Linked DNA regions of Canis lupus: region 2 is linked to region 1. The links are chromatin contacts, called in public Hi-C maps. All regions are on one chromosome and are shown on one strand. Each heading gives the region's core, a stretch centred on a gene start, on an enhancer-like site or on the middle of the called end of the contact. The rest is flanking DNA. Distances are from core to core; before and after follow the strand shown.

Evidence for each region. Hi-C and Micro-C count contacts between places; a contact is called where the count stands out from the background.
Region 2: a contact with region 1 is called in a Hi-C map of blood, with 7 times the contacts expected there. The contact joins the enhancer-like site here to the promoter of GNPDA1 in region 1. A contact is called at or near these places in 4 of 9 Hi-C or Micro-C datasets (amygdala and blood).

What each region holds. Positions count from the first base shown.
Region 1 is chr2:36,096,738-36,099,484 of UU_Cfam_GSD_1.0, forward strand. It overlaps GNPDA1 (glucosamine-6-phosphate isomerase 1), which reads right to left and starts at 1,327. Exons shown (of 7, transcript XM_038530472.1): 1 at 1,256-1,327; 2 at 265-394. The coding sequence starts at 388.
Region 2 is chr2:36,202,131-36,204,877 of UU_Cfam_GSD_1.0, forward strand. NDFIP1 (NEDD4 family-interacting protein 1) reads left to right here. Exons shown (of 8, transcript XM_038530476.1): 6 at 1,869-1,935. Among named protein-coding and RNA genes, the nearest start is that of NDFIP1, 41 kb to the left of the region's middle. Within about 2 kb of position 1,336, at least 1 of the 20 cell types and tissues checked has an H3K27ac peak or open chromatin away from gene starts, as enhancers often do. A contact at or near this core is called in blood, where this site is marked.

The sequences.
Region 1 (2,747 bases), core at 77-2,576:
GTTAAGGGTCTGCCTTCGGCTCAAGTCATGATCCTGGAGTCCTGGGATCGGGTCCACACTGGGCTCCCTGATCAGCAGGGGAGCCAGCTTCTCTCTCTGTGTGTGTCTCTCCCTCAGCTCGTGCACTCTCTCTCTTTCAAATAAATGATATTTTTTTTTAAAAAGTCCCTTGGCTCTGTGAGCCCACATACCTGGCCCCTTAAAAACCCTAATGCTCGCTCACTTTCGCGAAATCCTTGGCACCCTCTCCATCCCACAACGCACCAGTAGGAAGTCCCAGGGTGAAGTACTTGTCTGGCCCTGGGTTGAACTGGATGATGCGGTTCCTGATGTACTTGGCTGCCCACTCGCTGGCCTGAGAATAATGGTCCAGGATGATTAGCTTCATCTTGTCCTGGAGGCGGCAGGTGACAAAAGGAATCCGTGGTAAAGGACAGGGAGATAGGGACGCAGGCGGCCGGGGGGAGGGGAGAAGTCCTTCTCACCCAGCAACACCCTCTCCCAGGGTGTCTCTGAGAGAGGAGGAGGTAAAGACCCCACCGTCCAGTTCACACAGGCTGGGCCCAGCGCCGCCGCCACCCACCAGGAGGCGCTGCTGGAGGACCGACCGCGTTCTGACCCCAGTCCCTCCATTTACCAGCTAACCAACCGCAGGACCTTGGTCAAAGGGCTCGAGTTCTCCCAGCCCGTTTCTTCTTCCGCGAAAATGAGGACAACAGCACCTCCCTGACAGAGTCCACGATGGCGAGTATCCGACGAGGCTGCACGAGCACCACACAGTAGTGGGCTCGGATCCGGCGCTCGACCGCCCCGTCCCGCCCCTCCACCCCACGCGCTGGGTATTCTGGATCCCGGCCTCTTCCTCGCTGGAGGGGGCCTGCGGTCGGCTCGGGCCACCAGGGCAGGGAGAGCCACGGGCCTCCCGGGAGGGGTGCTGCGCTGCCGCCCGCCGGCCTGGCTCTGCGGACCGTCAGTTCCCCCAGAGCACACGGGGGACGTAACCTTCCCGCGCGGCGACCCGAGCGGGAGGCGGAGGTGGCCGTCTAGGCCAACCCAAGGACACGGGAGGCTCTCCCGACCCCGATGGCGACCCCACCGCCCCTCCGGCCCCGCGCCGGGAAGGGGTCCCGGCAGCCCGCGGGCTCCGGCCTGGGGACCCGGGGCGGGGTCGGGTCGGGGTCGGGGTCAGCGCCCGCGCCCGCCCCCGCCCGCGAGGAGGGCCCCGCCGGCCCCGCCGGCCCCGCTCCCCACTTACTCGGACGCCTCCCGCGGCGGCGGCTGCAGCAGCGCCGGCGGCCCCGCCCCGCGCGGCTCACGTGGCCCCGGGTCACGCGGAGCCCGCCCCGGGGGGCCGAGTGCGGGCGGACGCGCAGGGGCCCGGCTCGGAGCCGACTCCGCCCCGCCCGCCGCCCGCCGCCCTCTCGGGAGCGCGCGGGCCTGGGAGCGGCCGCGGGGCGGGGAGCTGCGGGGGGACGAGCAGAATCGCTCCCCGACGGGTCCCGGGGTTGGGCCTGGCTCTGCCTTCGGTTTAACTTTTTTAGCTCTTTTTTTTCCTTTAACCTAGATATTACAACTTTTTTGCCTTAAATGCAATTGGATTTTTCTTCCTTTTTTTCCCCTTCTGAGCTTAATCTTCACAGCAGTCTGTACTAGGGAAAAAAGGAGGTCGGTGGTTGCCCCAGCGCCCCACCCCCAGATAGCACTGCCAGCAGTGTAGGCTACATTTCCAAATTGTTTTCCCTCGAATATACTTATTTTTTACAGAAATGGGAACACGCCACACGTGGCGTTCACATGGAGCAAGGTGGGGATTGGGCGCACCCCTCCCCTGGGGCCCAGCTGCAGCTCCAGAGCAGCTTGATGGAGGTGCTGTCCGTCTGGTGAGGCCCTACGCGATGTGGTGGAGCTACTACCTCTACAATTCTGTGGACTTGTTCCTTCTGCAGTCAGAAACCTCATCTCAGCTTGAGCACTGTAGATTTTTCATAACCCCAGTCTCCAGACACATCAGATAATGGGGCCTGGTCTGCAGCAGCTGCATTCAGATGGTTCCAGGAAGAGTGACCTCATGTAACTTTAATTGGGCCTGTCACCCTCACCCCCCACCCCCCTTACCCTTTCTGTAGGGAACCAATTCCAGGTCTCAATTAAGCCTGGCAGCTCTGGAATCAAAGAGCTTAGGGGACGAATCAGAAAGATCTCGTCTAGTCAATCCCTGGTTCTGGAGCAAGTGACTCCAGCAAATGACTCAACTTCTCCAGCTCTGAATTTTCTCTTCTGGAACACGAGAATTGAATGGGAATAAGTAATAGTGACCTCGTGTATTTGTTGTGAGTACTGGATGAAACAGTGGCATAGCTTGGCTCTCATGGCCAGCCATGATTACCTCTTCCCCAGCTTCCTTGCAGCCTTCTTTGCCCTGATATGCTCCCTGTCCTAACCAACTGTCCCCTCATGTCCCTCCCACTGCACGCCTGGGTTTAAACTTACCCATACCCAACCTTCCATCTTCTTGTGTTAGAACTAAAATGGGCTAATTAAAAGAATTGTGGATTCATCCTCACAGTGGAACACTCTGTAGCTCTCCTGTGGAGGGACTGGTACATTTTCATTGCTCTTGCTTTGAGGAAACACATTGCCCCAAGCCTCAGAAAATCCTATGCAGTCCCTGAGGTTCATGTGAGGTTTGTGAAGCTAGTCCTACCCCTTGGCCTAAGATCTAATCAATTAGAAATCTCCATGCCCCT
Region 2 (2,747 bases), core at 86-2,585, 110 kb after region 1:
CACATTATTTCTACATTTAAAATGATTTTAGGTTTGTCTTTGTTCTGGTTTCATGAAGTTGAACCTAAATCAGTTGCAGATGGTTCATGCGTGTAAGTTTTATAGTTAAATCTAGTGAATATTGGTGTCCCAAGGCAACATCCTATAGGATGTTCACAATTTGCTTTCTCTGCTGTTAATGTCTATAATGTGTGTTTGTTCTGAAATTAGTTTTTGTAATAAAAAGAAAATACCACTTCTTTGGTGTCTCATCAAAAGCAGGCATTCCTCACATTAATTCTACTGAAGTTTTGGTTTTTCTTCTTCCCTCTTTCCTGCTCTTTGCTTCTCTCTCCTTTCTCCCTCCCTTCCAGGGTTGTTTATTAGCAGCATCGTTGGTTCTGCCAAAATGTTTTGGAACTGAAATTGTTTACAAGTGCTACTCCATTGGGGGGGCCTTATCTCTAAAATATATTAGAAATCTTCAGTGATTTGGGAGTTATCAGGTAGTCCAAATTACTGAAGTAATTTATACTTTAAAAGATCTAATCTCTTAAAATATATTGTGATTTCAGGTAAGTTTATTGCTTTTGTCAACTTAATAGATAAAATCAATGTATTCATCATTAATTGTCATTATTAACTAATTATTGGGTATTGACTGGACACTGGACTTTTTCATATGTATTTATTCTGACCAGTTGTTAACATTTTTAGGATTCTGAGTTCCTTTGAGAATCTTTTAGGAGTTAGGAACTTTTTCCCCCAAGCAGCTAATACATACTCATCTAAGACATGGACTTAGGTGAAGAACCCAAGCACTAAAGAGCTTTTTCATTCCCTCCCTAAATCTTAAATTGTTATTCCTATTAAGAAATAAAATACTGTATTTTTTTAAAGGATTTTTTAAAAAGATTTATTTATTTATTTATTCATGACAGAGAGAGAGAGAGGCAGAGACAGGAGAAGCAGGCTCCATGGAGGGGAGCCCGACAAGGCGGTGCTAAACCGCTGAGTCACCCGGGCTGCCCAAATACTGTATTTTAATGCTCAAACTGCATTAAATTTTCAGATAATAAAGCCCCCAATAGAAAACAGATAACATTAGTTAGCAGTCTTTTTTTTTTAACCAGAAGTTTCACTAAGCTGACTAAAATGTTAAAACTGAATTGAATGAATCAACTTGTATCAGGATGGCTTTGTCTGAGTAATAGAAAACTGAGCTCAAAATGGCTTAGAAAACAGTGGGAAAAATTTATTTCCCATGAAAACAAGTCCTGACATGGAGGATCACCATATCTGTTTTGCTTATTCAGTGACATCATTAGGGACGATTGCTGTCCTATTGGTAGAGGTGCTCCTCCCTCAGGATTCAAATGGCTATGGCAGTTTCAGGCATCACATCAGAAGCACAGCTGTGTTCAGCAGAAGAAAGAAAACTTATTTCTTCTCTTTCTTTTCTAAGTGCAAGAAAACCTCAGCAACCCTCACTTCCCAATGACCAGAATGTGCCATTATTTGGCAAAGGAATGGGGGATTATTATGATATTCATAGTAAAGCTTCCAAGGTTGAGGCATACCAAGAACAAATAGTTTTGGGACTGAGTAAGCAAAGTAAAAGTTTCATCAAAACATATTTCTAGGGAGATCCCTGGGTGGCTCAGAGGTTTAGCGCCTGCCTTTGGTCTGGGGTGTGATCCTGGAGTCCCGGGATCAAGTTCCACATTAGGCTCTCTGCGTGGGGCCTGCTTCTCCCTCTGACTGTGTCTCTGCCTCTCTCTCTCTCTCTCTCTCTCTCTCATGAATAAATGAAAATCTTTAAAAAAGAAAATGAGGTTTTAACCTCATTATAAAAATAAACAAACAAACTTATTTGCTTTATTTTTCAGTTTTCCACCTATTTCCCTGGATATTTTGATGGTCAGTACTGGCTCTGGTGGGTGTTCCTGGTTTTAGGTAAGTGCTTTTTAACATAGACAGTGGAGAGAAAAGATAGTGTTAAATTTTAGAAGTAAAATTACTTTTAGTAAACCCTCATCTTCCTTCCAACCCTAATAAATAATTTTTAAAAATATTTCTTAAAGATTAGGTTGCCATCACCATTATTATATTAATAAAGCGTCTCTTGGTGGTCGATTTTTTTTTTTTCCTAACCCATTCATACATATTTCTCAGATTTCCCATGTGACCGGTGGACATACTAATAAGATGACTTTATAGTCTGTCGGTTATTTTCTCCTGGATAATTACTGCCATAAAAGGGTTCACAAAAGATTGTAACCAGTTGAACTACTCAGGAGTCTATGTGGCCAATTTTCAGTTGACTCTGTCAGCAGGAAACAAAATGTATAGCTTTGCTTGACAGAACTTCCGGAGGAATCAGTATTGGGTTTCCAGAATTCTTTGGTGAGAATAAGAATGATTTTGCAATGAGGCCTATAGAATACATATATGTATGTAATTCTGTATTCTACAGAATTATAGCAGAGCCATCCTGTAGCTGTTTAAGATGGTATAATGGCCTCACCTGCTTCTTTGATATCACTTTTCCCGTGTCCTGTTTAGGGCCTTCTTATTGCCTCCTTAATTAAGATCCCTGGTGGCAATGCTGCTGATGGATCTGGTTAGTACAGTGTACACCCCTGTCCAGTAGTTGCTTAATACACTCAGGACTTACCTGCTTTGCCTGTGGTGATAGACCATGCATTGCTGAACATAAAATTTAATTGGAAAATACAAGTCTTACATCATATCAGCCCCCACCTCTC